2 separate regions of the Bombyx mori genome follow, and region 2 is linked to region 1. A link is a contact called in public Hi-C data. All regions are on one chromosome and are shown on one strand. The core of a region is the stretch at or near the end of the contact, and the rest is flanking DNA. Distances in the headings are between cores, read along the strand shown.

Region 1 (6,783 bases), core at 1,787-4,286:
AAATTATTTTAAATTATTATAGGTATTATGATGTATTTAAGCAATGTTCAAATTTGAAATTAGAGTTCTTTTGACATTATACTTAAAAACCAAGACAAATGAATTGTTTATGTGCTTTTATTACTATTTAAATGTTGAACTCACCTTTGATCCCAAGCTTGTTGAGAGCAAGGTCTCCAACTTGTCTGAGCAACATTGTGATTGTCCAGCTTTAAGACTGCCATTATTTCATTGCTGGTGTCTTCTTTTATACTGTAAGTATATTTCATTGAATTGCGTATGGTTACTCCTTTAACAAAGGACTTCAGATCTGATGGGCTGGCTAGTGGATCACGACGACTGCGACCTGGGACATCATCAAGAAGATCTTGACAACCCATCAATCTCACTTCGAGTGTACCAGTGACTTGTACACAAGGGCTAATCAAAGGGGCAGGTGACAGAAATTGAGTTCTTGATCCACTTCCTCCAGACAAGCTCACATAGCCTGGACTTGAGGCAGTACTGCGTAATTCATGACCCAACTCTACAAAAGCTGCACTTTCAGCAGGTAGTTCCTGCCTACGCATATCCAATGACCTACGGAGCAAGTCTAGTTTTTGTGTTGATTCTAAGAGTTGAGTCTGAGCTTCTTGCAAAGCTTTTTTGTCAGTCAATTTTTTGTCACTCTGTAACAGTCTAATGGCATTTTTAGAGCCTTCTACAACAGCTGCTTCAATTCTGAGACGATTTCTGAGCTCTGCAATTCGTTCATCAAGTAATGCATCAACACCACTCATATCAGAATTCCTACCATCACCATTTGCTCCAGCAGTATCACCTTTTTGCTGTTTGGTCAGTTTTGAAATGCGTAATTTTAAATATTCAATTTTGACTTTTGAATCAGCCAACATTTGATGTGCTTCCGCAAGCAGCTTTTTGTCTCTAGACTGGTTGCTGTTGCTAATGCTCTGTATCATATTTTCAGCACCTTGTTTTACCTTCAATTCAATGTTTAGCTGTTTCTCAAGTGATGCAAGTTTGCGATCTGTAGTTGCTTCTCCAAGCTGTCTTTGTTGTTGTGCTGCTTCAGATGCTAAAATAATTTCTTCGTCATAAGACAGATCTTCTGGTGATGTTGGTGTTGATTGTCCACGAGATAATAGGAGCTGCGATTCTAGCTCCTGCAGATCAGATTTGAGTTCATTAAGTTTGATGTTAGCTTTCTTAACAATATTGGCGACATCCGATAGGGATCTCCGATCTGTAGCTACCTCACGAAGTTTCTCGGCACCTTCCTTTATTTTAAGTTCTTTTCGTATTTCTCTACGTATGACATCTTTGAGCTCCTCTAATTTCGACGGCAATGCTATTTCTGGAATACACTCAGTCTTGATTCCGTACTTGACACCAAGTTCGTGAAGAACTGGGTGTCGAATATAATCACTATGATAATAACCTGGGTCTGCCATAATTGAGGATGCACGGTGTAATGTCAGATAACCATAATTATGTAGGAAAATCTCACTACTAGAGCTTCGGGTATTCACAAAGGCTTAGCTGAAGTACGGTACACTTCAAACACAATATGCATTGAATTGGTAAAAAATATCATGGTTTGTCAAGTTTCCAATTAAAGATCAAATAAATTATGTGCTATTAAACCCACAAAACAAAACAGTTTACATATCAATCTATTGAAATCAATGAAGTAGGAAAACTGAAATCAACGAAACGACGAATCAAAGACATTTTCTTCTAATTTCAAGTTCATCCAATTGGTAAGGCAAAGAAGGTTACGACTATAGGGTCAAATCTTTGATTTAACGATTCCAAGGAGGCATAGTCTGTTGTTTCTATTACTGCCTTCGATCAAAAATTTTACTTGATAAATTATCAAAACCTTGGTGCCAGTTTACCTTTAAGATAATTTGAAAGAAAATACGAAGTTATAATGGAAGTTAATTTATCCAATAATTAGATATCATATTCGCTAGATTGAATCCCGTGAGATCGTCTACACGTTAGGTGAAGCTGGTATAGCCCCTCGACGCTACCAGCATAGTATGTAGCATAGGTAGGGGAAAAAAAAACACGTGTGCCACTCGGGGACTGCCGCGGTAAAGCTATAACATAGCATTTTTATCAACTTACGCAATTATAATTAGACAATAATAATTTAATATTAAAAAAACAAAATCAAATAAGTCCACGCTATATTTATAAACATTAACAAAAGCAAAACAATAATTGCCCCCTTCACACTCATAAACTAGACCGCGCGAGAGAGAGATGGGCAGACTTTTCATGATTCGCATGCAGTGCGACGTGACGTCACGCCGCGCGCTTATTCACAAACTACACAAGTGCAACGTGTGAAAATGTTGAACACGAGCTACATGGTAGGTGGAGTGGATGGTGTTAGGTTTTATTTTCGTTACGGAATTTCTTGATTCGGTCGCCACGTTCAAAGCCCGCGATAAAAACTATGCAATAGCTTAAAAGAATTGATGGTTTACCTGAATGTAATTACGTTTGTGGGCTGATGATGATGATGACTATTAAATACCACGGCGTGAATATTGCAACTCACTATGAAGTACGAGATCGAAGTCAGTTGATGAAACGAAAATCACTACTGACTTCAGTTGATTTTTTGGCGGGAACGTGAGGACCGAAACTATCTGAATTGTTTTGTTTTGTTATTTTAGTATTTGGTCAGGCTTACACATGTAATAACGGTGGTCTATTAGCTGTTTATTATGTGTGCATTGTTATTTATGCACTTATGAATGCGGAAAAATGAAAATGTTGCTTTCCGGGTTCTTTAAAAAAGCCCGCTAAATTTTGTGTATTTGTAACCACCATTTTAATGAGACTTTATTTCATCCCCTCGTCCTGTTTCATTTAATTTCATCTTCATTAATTAGTCTCAATTAAATTATTTTCACCTCATTTCATCCATATAATTTTTTCACTTATCTATATTTATAATATATGCATAACAAAATAAATAAACATTAAACATATTTCCTAAAGGCTCTGTGGTGTGATATCTTCGCCTTTGCTATTGGAAGACGGAACTACTACTACAAAATCACTGTCACCTGGCTTTCAAGTAGGAATTTTATTTGCGGTGTTTGTTTCCTAACTTTCACTAAGTCTAAGTGATGTGAAAGATCCCCAGCATATCTGTTTTTACCTTTTTATTGTAATCGTACAACCATCATGTAAAACATATGTTCTATCAATAAGCGAAAAATTTAGATAGAATTGAAAGGCTAGCGTAACTACTGTCTGTCACGGTACCTACTCATCGCTCAGTTCTGCAACTGTCACATTTACAAGAGCTAGGTCATCGTCTTATGGAAAAATAATGCCAGTGAAAGTAGACATTACACCACCTCCACCAGCTAATTCAAAACAACCTGGTGTGACAAAATCCCTCCTTTACAACGGCTCTAAATTTCAAGGACATCAAAAAAGTAAAGGCAACTCTTATGAAGTCGAAGTAGTTTTGCAGGTTAGTCACAATAACAAAGTACGCAATATTGATAAACAATATTTTATCGTGTTTCTGTGGATGTAATTGTAAAAGTTTATAAAGTAATTACTTTAAGACTTAGCAATGACATCTATGTTTTGAACAAATGGGGCTCAAAGGCTTATTAAATTTTTGTTAAAGTATATAATTTTAGAAACTTATGTAACTTATTTTTACAGCACGTAGACGAAGAAAATTCATACCTTTGTGGATATTTAAAAATAAAAGGTTTAACAGAGGAATTTCCAACACTCACAACATTCTTTGATGGTGAAATAATTTCATCCAAATATCCCTTTCTAACAAGAAAATGGGATGCTGATGAAGATGTTGATAGGAAACATTGGGTAAGTGTAGTTATCTAATTTTATAATAAAAACACTTTAATAACATAGTTTGTAGGACTGTTTAAATTTGTTTCTTTTTATTTCTTTCTAGAGTAAATTTGACTTATTTGTACCATATTTAAAGACTTTCAACTCGGATTCATTTGATTATGAGTCTCTAGCAAAGGCTGATTATGTGTTTATGAGATGGAAAGAACATTTTTTAGTTCCGGATCATACAATAAAGGATATAAATGGTGCTTCTTTTGCTGGTTTTTATTATATATGTTTTCATAAGTCTGCAGCCACAATAGAAGGATATTATTACCACCGGAGCTCAGAATGGTAAGTTATGACAATTTCATTTTAAAAAAAATCTATAGATATAAATGCAAGATTAATAAGTTTATTAGAAGATATGAATAAGAAATTATTATTAGACTAAATTTAGAAAATTTAAGATACTATGAATTCACTCGAAAATAATATTCGTGTTCTACATAATTTAATTTTTATTCATTAGTTAATAACATTATTAAACTGTACTTGTAAAATGTAAACTTTTACTGTCGTTGGTAATTATAAAAGATAGAAAGAGGTGGATAAATTTAAATATTTTTGTACAAATTATTTTTTCACTTTGAATTTATTGTATATATTTGTTAACATAACTTTTTAAATGTAAACTTTAATCCACTCCTGCTCTTGGGCCAATATACTATAATATAATATAATAGCTTGGTTCAATTTGGTTACAACTTATCGTCACTGCAATGTAAGTTGTTATTAATGCAAAGCCAAGTTAACATCTTAGGTACATTACAGATGTCATATGTCCTCAAAGTAATACCACACAGGAGTGATAGCAAATAATAGGTTTATATTCACCTCAAACAGTACAGTAGATACCTAAGCATTTTGAAAGATACTGAATCAGTAATATTCAACATAGGAAATAGGGTCAGAGTTTGTTCAGATAATAATGTGATGTCACATGATGACAGATATTGGAAAATAGTGATTGTGGTTTGTGTGACACAGGATTATATATTTTTATTTTCTGAATATTCAGTCAGCTCAGCTATATATAGTGCTGTGTTTTTAATGCTGGGTCATATTTTTGTGTAATGTGAGTCAATTTGCCATATAGAACTGGGAGTTATGTTTAATTTAAAAGAATACCAGTATATTCCATATGCTTCATTTGCTAAGAACTTTTTTAAATACCTTCACATTTGTTTGTTATTGTTTAATTTTTAATTCGAGATTGTAGGATAACTATAAGGAAAAGCTTCACTAGTAACATCTGCACAAAATAATCAAGTGGAATTTAAACAACTAATAAACTGTAATAACTATTTTTATATTTTCAGGTATCAGTCATTGACTTTAAGTCATGTTCCTGAACACAGCATTCAAATATATGAGTTCAGATGAAAATATTTGTTACTAAAATTTGGAACAATATTTTTGTGTCTACTAGTACTTACTTGTTCATAAAAAAGAAAAGTATTTGTTAATATTCAGATGCAGAAAAAAAAGATGGTTCATTTCACCAACAAAAATCAATTAAAAACATTTAAAAAAAACTAAACATAATGAGACATGTCTGTTCTTGCACATATTTGAATAACTGAGATTCATTGTTCTTGTTGATCGAGAAAAATGAGTGTATTATTTGAAATTTTTCATTGTATTACTTAGTGTAATTATGTAGATAAAGAAGTAAGTTTCATGATGCTGCGTATGTGATAATTTGTACAAATGACTTGAATGTAAGTAGATTATTGTGTTGCTAGTCGTTTTTTTTCTATGTAGTGTTTTCCCAGCTTTTTTCTGTTTAGTATCAAACGGCTTCCATTTTTGTGGGCTGTGATGATATAGAGTAAATGCCAATTAAGATCAATTATTGCTGCCTTTATCAGTATCAGTTTTTTTGTTTATGGCATAAATAGCAATTTTAGTCCAAAGTCATCTTAGCTTCCAATCAAATTTAATGAAATATGTGCAGGATCAGAAAATTTTGTTGTACAACTTGATGAACAGACAGAACAGACCTTAATTTTAAATGTAGTATCAAGAATTCAATATGATTTTATTGAAGCATTGATAAATACGTTTTTTTAAATAAAACATCTTATAAATAAGTTACTTGTTTGATTTATGGAGATATAATGAAAATACGAGTTCATTAGATTTCATTTTAATTCAACACATTTATTTACAATTAAATACTGGCATATAATTTCATGATTTAAATATTCATTGAAATTCAGAAATATTATTAGTAATTATATTTTTCTATATATTATGATGACTGTTCCTAAAGTATTCTTTGTTTTGTATTAAACCTATCAATGAAATGTAGAATAGTATACACAAAAGAAGTAATTAATTATAAGTGAATTAATTTAGGTTTCATATTCAATAATCAGCATTTTACTAAAGTTGATGATTAAATATAATGTTATAATTTATTTAGTCCACATAAAGCACATAATTTTTGTACTTAAAATTAACGAATAATAAATATAACACATAGGTAGTTAGCCGATGAAATTTTACTAAAGTAGCACTAACCAATTTGCTATTTTACTACACACTGGTTTTAGAATATAAATACCTATCTCAATGAGTTTTCATTCACCACACATATTGGCACTAAACAATTTTTATAAAGATTTAGTGTTGAGATGTTTGAAAAGTAGATAACATTGGTTAAAATTAAATAATGGATAATATATTTTTAGATAAATATAAAAGCAAAATGTTCTAAATTGCAAACTTTGAATTAAAAATAAAATCATCAAAATAGTATGTATACATAACTAGATATTTATTTAGAAAAATACATTTAACAATTCTATATTCTAAATTGAAGCTTAATACTTGATAAAACTAACTTAAACTAAGCTTTGGTGGGATCGTTAATGT
Region 2 (6,491 bases), core at 3,146-5,645, 370 kb after region 1:
CTTCTTCAGTGCCACATTACCTGTCTTTAGTCCATCAAGTACCTGTAATAAATAAGTGCATATAAATTACTAGATCTTACCCAAGGCTTGGCCCGCATTATTATGGAAAATGTCAATAAATTTTAAGATAAGTTTCGAATGAGATGTTCTTGTAGCCTATGTCACTTTATGACCTAAAAAAATCATGTGAATCTATTGCTTTGTTTCGATGTGAAAGAAGAAGAAACAAAAAAAAAATCTCATTTATAATTAATATTATTACTAATTATAATAATAACTAATAAATTAATACTAAGTATAGAACAAATTTGTTTGTGGATTGATGCTGTACTTGGAGAAAACAAAATTGTTGTAAAATTTTAAGTACTTAGGCAACAAACTTGCAGAATGATATCTTTGTGTTTTATACATCTATCTATCCACAAATGAGAAATGATTGTCTATATTTTGTGCTTACTGCAAATGGTTGTAACAAGTGGTTCAAGATTTATCTAACTTTAGAAAAGGTTTGGTTGTATAAACATAAAGTTGATTATAATTATGAATCAGCAAAGCCTAGTGAATCTGTTCTATCAAGACTATCAGACTGTCCCCCGAACTTAGGAATCTCTTAGGAGTTAGGAACGCGGCAATCCGGGCCTACGATCGACTTCCCACGCATTCAAACCGGATTCGGATGCGTCGTCTACAGCGGGAAGTCAAATCCCGCCTAAGCGACGCCCGAAATGAGAATTGGGATAGTTATTTAGAACTCGCGCCCTCTCACCAAGCATACTGGCGACTAGCTAGGACTCTCAAATCCGAAACTACCGCTACTATGCCTCCCCTCGTACGCCCTTCAGGCCAACCACCGGCCTTCGATGACGATGACAAGGCTGAGCTGCTGGCCGATGCACTGCAAGAGCAGTGCACCACCAGCACTCAATACGCGGACCCCGAACACACCGAGTTAGTCGACAGGGAGATCGAGCGCAGAGCTTCCCTGCCGCCCTCGGACGCGTTACCCCCCATTACCACTGACGAAATTAGAGAAGCGATCCACAACCTTCAACCTAAGAAGGCACCTGGCTCCGACGGCATCCGCAACCGCGTGTTAAAACTCTTACCACTCCAACTGATAGCAATGTTGGCTACCATTTTAAATGCCGCTATGACGCACTGCATCTTTCCCGCGGTGTGGAAAGAAGCGGATGTTATCGGTATACTGAACGGTCGAATGACTACTTGAACGGTCGAAGGTCACTTGAACGGTCGTTTGTACTATTGTTGTCTTATATGAGAACGGTCAATTCGTTCTTTTTCGTCTTTTTGTCCGTCTTTTTCGAAGTCAAAAAATGTACTGCCGTGCCGCTGGTCACGTACGCCCTCGTTCCATTTCTTTTCGAATTATTTTCAAATCTCTGTCTTAGTCTGTGTCTGTCTAGTTATTATAGGTCTTATGCCCTGTCAAAGAGGTTGCACGCCACGACAGTATACACACGCCGGGCAAACCGAAAAACGAAACCGCTAGTTACCGTCCGATTAGTCTCCTCCCAGCAATAGGCACAATTTACGAACGGCTCCTTCGAAAACGCCTATGGGACTTCGTTACCGCGAATAAAATTCTAATAGACGATTCTAATAGACGCAGTTTGGATTCCGCGCTAAACACTCGTGCATACAACAAGTGCACCGCCTCACGGAGCACATCTTAATAGGGCTAAATAGGCGTAAACAAATCCCGACCGGTGCCCTCTTCTTCGATATCGCGAAGGCGTTCGACAAAGTTTGGCACAACGGTTTGATCTACAAACTGTACAACATGGGAGTGCCAGATTGACTCGTGCTCATCATACGAGACTTCTTGTCGAATCGTTCGTTTCGATATCGAGTGGAGGGAACTCGCTCTCGCCCCCGTCATCTGACTGCCGGAGTCCCGCAAGGCTCCGCGCTCTCCCCGTTATTATTTAGTTTGTATGTCAATGATATACCCCGGTCTCCGGAGACCCATCTAGCGCTCTTCGCCGATGACACGGGTATCTATTACTCGCTATTCTACTACTCGTGTAGGAAGATGTCGTTGTTGCATCGGCGACTCCAGATCGCAATAACCACCTTGGGACAGTGGTTCCGGAAGTGACGCATTGACATCAACCCCACGAAAAGTACAGCGGTGCTTTTCAAAAGGGGTCGCCCTCCGAATACCACTTCGAGCATCCCACTCCCTAATAGGTGCCCAAACACCTCCGCCGTTAGCCCCATCACTCTCTTTGGCCAGCCCATACCGTGGGCCTCGAAGGTCAAATACCTAGGCGTTACCCTCGACAGAGGGATGACATTCCGTCCCCACATCAAAACGGTACGCGACCGTGCCGCCTTTATACTAGGACGACTCTACCCTATGCTTTGTAGACGAAGCAAACTGTCCCTCCGTAATAAGTTAACTCTCTACAAAACTTGCATACACCCCGTCATGACGTATGCAAGGGTAGTGTTCGCTCACGCGGCCCGCACCAACTTGAAACCCCTTCAGGTTATTCAATGTCGTCGGAGCATCGTGGTTCCTGAGGAACGTGGATCTCCACGATGACCTGGAGCTCGACTCTGTCAGTAAGTATCTACAGTCGGCATCGCTGCGCCACTTCGAAAAGGCGGCACGACATGAGAACCCTCTTGTCGTGGCCGCTGGAAATTACATACCCGATCCTGTAGACCGAATGGTAAACCGTCGACGTCGCCCAAAGCACGTCATTGTGGATCCTCCTGATCCATTAATGGTGCTTTTAGGCACCACAAGCACCGGTCACCGTCCTCGTCGAACCCGTCGCTGGCAACGAAGGGCTCGACGAGCGAATTAACCCATAGACACCGCCCACTGAGTTTCTCACTGGATCTTCTCAGTGGGTCGCGTTTCCGATGGCGGTAGATTCTGCAAAGCACTGCTCTTGCTAGGGTCAGTGTTAGCAATACTCCAGTTTGAGCACCGTGAGCTCACCTACACATGTTAGGGCGAAGCTGAAATAGCCTCTCAAGGCTATCAGCAGTAGTAAGTTTTTTGGAGAATGATCTTAGAAAAACACTTTCTAGGCACTCTTAGAGAGGATTAGTCTACACAGATTTATGTCACTGCCCTGTACTGTTCTGCTACTACAAAGTGACCTTTCGCCCATTGGGATATAGCACACCGTTTTGAAATAGTTAAAGGCTAAACTTGAGACTTCTGCCTCAAATCTAATGGTATCTGGTAGGCACATTGAATCACTAACATCAATTGGTTTGTGATATACTGATCTATGGTAATAAAAATAAAACTGAAAAGATCAATTATTTAAAATTAATAATAAATGGAGTACATACACTAAATTTCTCATAAATTAATAACTGACATAAGCTTTACAATTCAAAAGTCAAGCCATTCATTAAGCCTGAATATGACCTTTTCAACCCTGTAACTGAAGTTTTAAAAACATAACAGAAGTGCTGATCCATCAAGTTTTTAAAATACAATAACAGGTTTGAAATACACCACCCAACCTCTTATTATCTTGGGGGATTCTACAGAGAATAGGCACCAGTTTTGTCCTATACAAAGTTATCCCAAACACCAATCAGCCTTGAATGGTAGTTGTGTATTATGGATAGATGAAATATTATAAGCTCCAGTTTGAAAGATCTGACATCAGATTTTTTCTGCATTTGAGACTTTACTCCATGCCTAAGACGGCTAGCAGCATATACACTCTGAAGTATGTGGACACTTAATGTCAGGTCGAGCGCGTACTACTACACACAGTTAAAAAAAACTACTAATAAACAACGGACTACTAAACTACTAAATTTTAGAGTATCATTCTAATATTTATATATTCTGCTATATGTATTGACTGTTTTTGATATGTAAGTATGTACTAACCTGAATTTCAATTTGTGCAAATTCCAAATCATGAGTTAGCTGTTCTAATTTCTCCAGCTGCGTATCTGTATTATGTAGAAGATTCTCCTGATATTTCTTCTTCTTCAATAAAAGTTTTGCCCTGTCACGCTTACCTTCTTCTAGTAATTTCTTAGCTAATTTTCTGTCTTTTTCTAGGTTTAATTCAATTTTTTTCTGATATTGTTTCAGCTTATCTCGCTGTTGTTTTAGTTGAAGTACTGCCTTATCTTGCTCGGTAACTCTACTCACTACTTTTTTATGTTTACCGAATAAAGCACCCATTTTATTTGTTTTATTGCAGTATAAAATATGTATATTTTCTAATATGAATGAACACTTATCCCAATTTATTCATAATATTATTTGAATAAAATCCATCAATGTTTCAGTTAAAAACTACAATATTAATATTCTATCTAGGTGTTCAAACTTCAAACTTATCAAAATGTTTACATCATTCATTGGTTTTTTTGTTTCCATTGTACAATTGGATAAGCAAAAGAAACAAGACCCATTCATTCTAGTCTTTAATTTGAAGATCGAAGATTTAACTGATAAAGACAAAGGTGTAGTAACGAGATTAAATGGAATAAAATTGGTTGTAGCTTTGATGTCCCTAATATTGGTTTTGAGATAAAACAGAATGAAAAGAAATAGATCACAATTAATTTTTTAAAGAAGCCGAAAAGCCACTTCTTTTTTTATTGCTTAGGTGGATGGAGGAGCTCACGGTTCACCTGGTGTTAAGTGGTTACCGGAGCCCATAGACATCTACAACGTAAATGCCGCCGGCCACCGATATGAGTTCTAAGGTCTCGGTTTTTAATGGCTGCCCCACCCTTCAAACCGAAATGCATTACTACTTCATGGCAAAAATAGGCAAGGTGGTGGTACCTACTGTATGAACTTACAAGACGTCCTACCACCAGTAACTCGTATTTAAAAATCACTAAAATTTTCGAAGTACGCATCTTTCTTGTCTCTAAGCTGAATAAAAAAAAACAACTGAAAGTCGATAATCGAATGTTGCACTTTTTTTACAAGAAGAACTTCTTATGTACCATTTGAAAAAAATATTCACCCAAAAATCTCAAACCATGAAGGTTCTGTGTCAATTCGCAGTACCTATTACAATAGAACGGCAATTTCATACTTTAACCCTTATTATCTACATATTTTTCTTCTGTCTTACTTTAGACCCTCTGAAATAATCTATGAACACCATCAACTTATTCTTTCAGCGGCTATAGCAATTAATTTAAACATAAATAATACTAGAAAACATTGTGTTTACTTTTATATAATAAAATATAATTCAGAATGACACCGCATATCAAAAGTAAAATAACTTAATACAAATTCAAATGCAGTGCATCATAGACGTGGACTGTAATGTCTGTAGGTATGGCAAACTGAGCAGTTTCAATCTTGGAATTTGTTTCGTCTTTCACGATAAGAAATTCAGCAGCACTTGTTTCTATGGACGTGGTACCATCTGCATTGTGAGTCACTAAAATATTAGCTGGTTCTCTCGTGGCTTGTTCTATGGGAACCACTTTGTCTATCACCTGATATCAATAAAATTTTCATAACGGTTTATTAAAATCTGACCACACATACACATTTCATTTATATAAATACTAAACCGGACTTTTTGGCGGGAACGCGAGGAATGAAGTTGTGTGATTTGTTTTATTTTGTTTTAGTGTTTCTTCAGGTTTAAATATGGAATAACGGTGGTTGATTAACTGTTTAATATCTGTGAAAGTGCACAAATGTGGGAAAATGAAACAAAGCCGCTGGACGCAACTTCTCGGGATCCTCCAAAAAGTCCACTGAAAATTTTTTAGTAAATGACTACCATTTTACTGAGAGTATTTTTCATCCTATATCATCTCATTTCATTTCATTTAATTTCATCCTAGTTTATTAATGTCTCAAATAAATCATCTTCATTTTATTTCATTTTACTCCATATTATCATTTTTCAGACAAATAAGAATTAAAATTTAAATAAGACACGAGTTAAAAGTTTTAGTTACCAGGTCATAAAATCCCTTAAAAAAATCCAATAGATCAGTCAACGCTGTATGGACATAGATCCCCTTGCCTTTCTTAATAAGGAAAAAAAAACCAAAAAAAAATATCTATGGGTCCAACTAAAAAATGTCTTTGGTCTTCCTTTCTTTCCATTCCAAACATTTCTCGTTTTTTATTTGATGTTAAATGTGATGAGAAATTAATACGTTTTGATTCGTATTGGCAACTAGTTTTATTTAAACTAATTAAGATTTTTATACTCCATAGTTTAATGTATTATTGTTGTGTCTGAAGTTCTAGAAAGCGTTAAAAAGTAGGATGGCGGTGCTAGCGGCAGCACAACTCCTAGATGAATTGATGGGCAGGCACCGGAACACCGATCCCAACGAAAAAATTAAAAAGCCTAATTGGGAAGATCCTGAGGTTGATTATAATTTCAATTTTCCCTCTAAAACCTCACTACACTTTTCTAACCTTCACGCGATTTCGTGTAAATTACGTTGTTTTTTGCAAAGTCGGGATATCTCGGCTGAGTTTG

The links. A called contact is a pair of places that touch in the nucleus more often than the background predicts.
Region 2: a contact with region 1 is called in a Hi-C map of whole pupa, with 4 times the contacts expected there. The contact joins the promoter of LOC101744531 here to the promoter of LOC101743050 in region 1. A contact is called at or near these places in 4 of 7 Hi-C or Micro-C datasets (middle silk gland, posterior silk gland and whole pupa).

What each region holds. Positions count from the first base shown.
Region 1 is chr17:10,769,159-10,775,941 of ASM3026992v2, forward strand. LOC101743050 (glucose-induced degradation protein 4 homolog) reads left to right here and starts at 3,037. Exons shown (of 4, transcript XM_021352141.3): 1 at 3,037-3,502; 2 at 3,703-3,870; 3 at 3,962-4,194; 4 at 5,223-5,996. The coding sequence starts at 3,356. The coding sequence ends at 5,286. It overlaps LOC101742908 (serine/threonine-protein kinase N), which reads right to left and starts at 1,742. Exons shown (of 2, transcript XM_004932452.4): 1 at 145-1,742. The coding sequence starts at 1,451. LOC101743281 reads right to left here. Exons shown (of 5, transcript XM_062673395.1): 5 at 6,037-6,783.
Region 2 is chr17:11,138,774-11,145,264 of ASM3026992v2, forward strand. LOC101744531 (charged multivesicular body protein 6-A) reads right to left here and starts at 4,396. Exons shown (of 2, transcript XM_004932466.5): 1 at 3,893-4,396; 2 at 1-42. The coding sequence starts at 4,195. It overlaps LOC101744676 (luc7-like protein 3), which reads left to right and starts at 6,050. Exons shown (of 9, transcript XM_004932467.5): 1 at 6,050-6,376. The coding sequence starts at 6,272.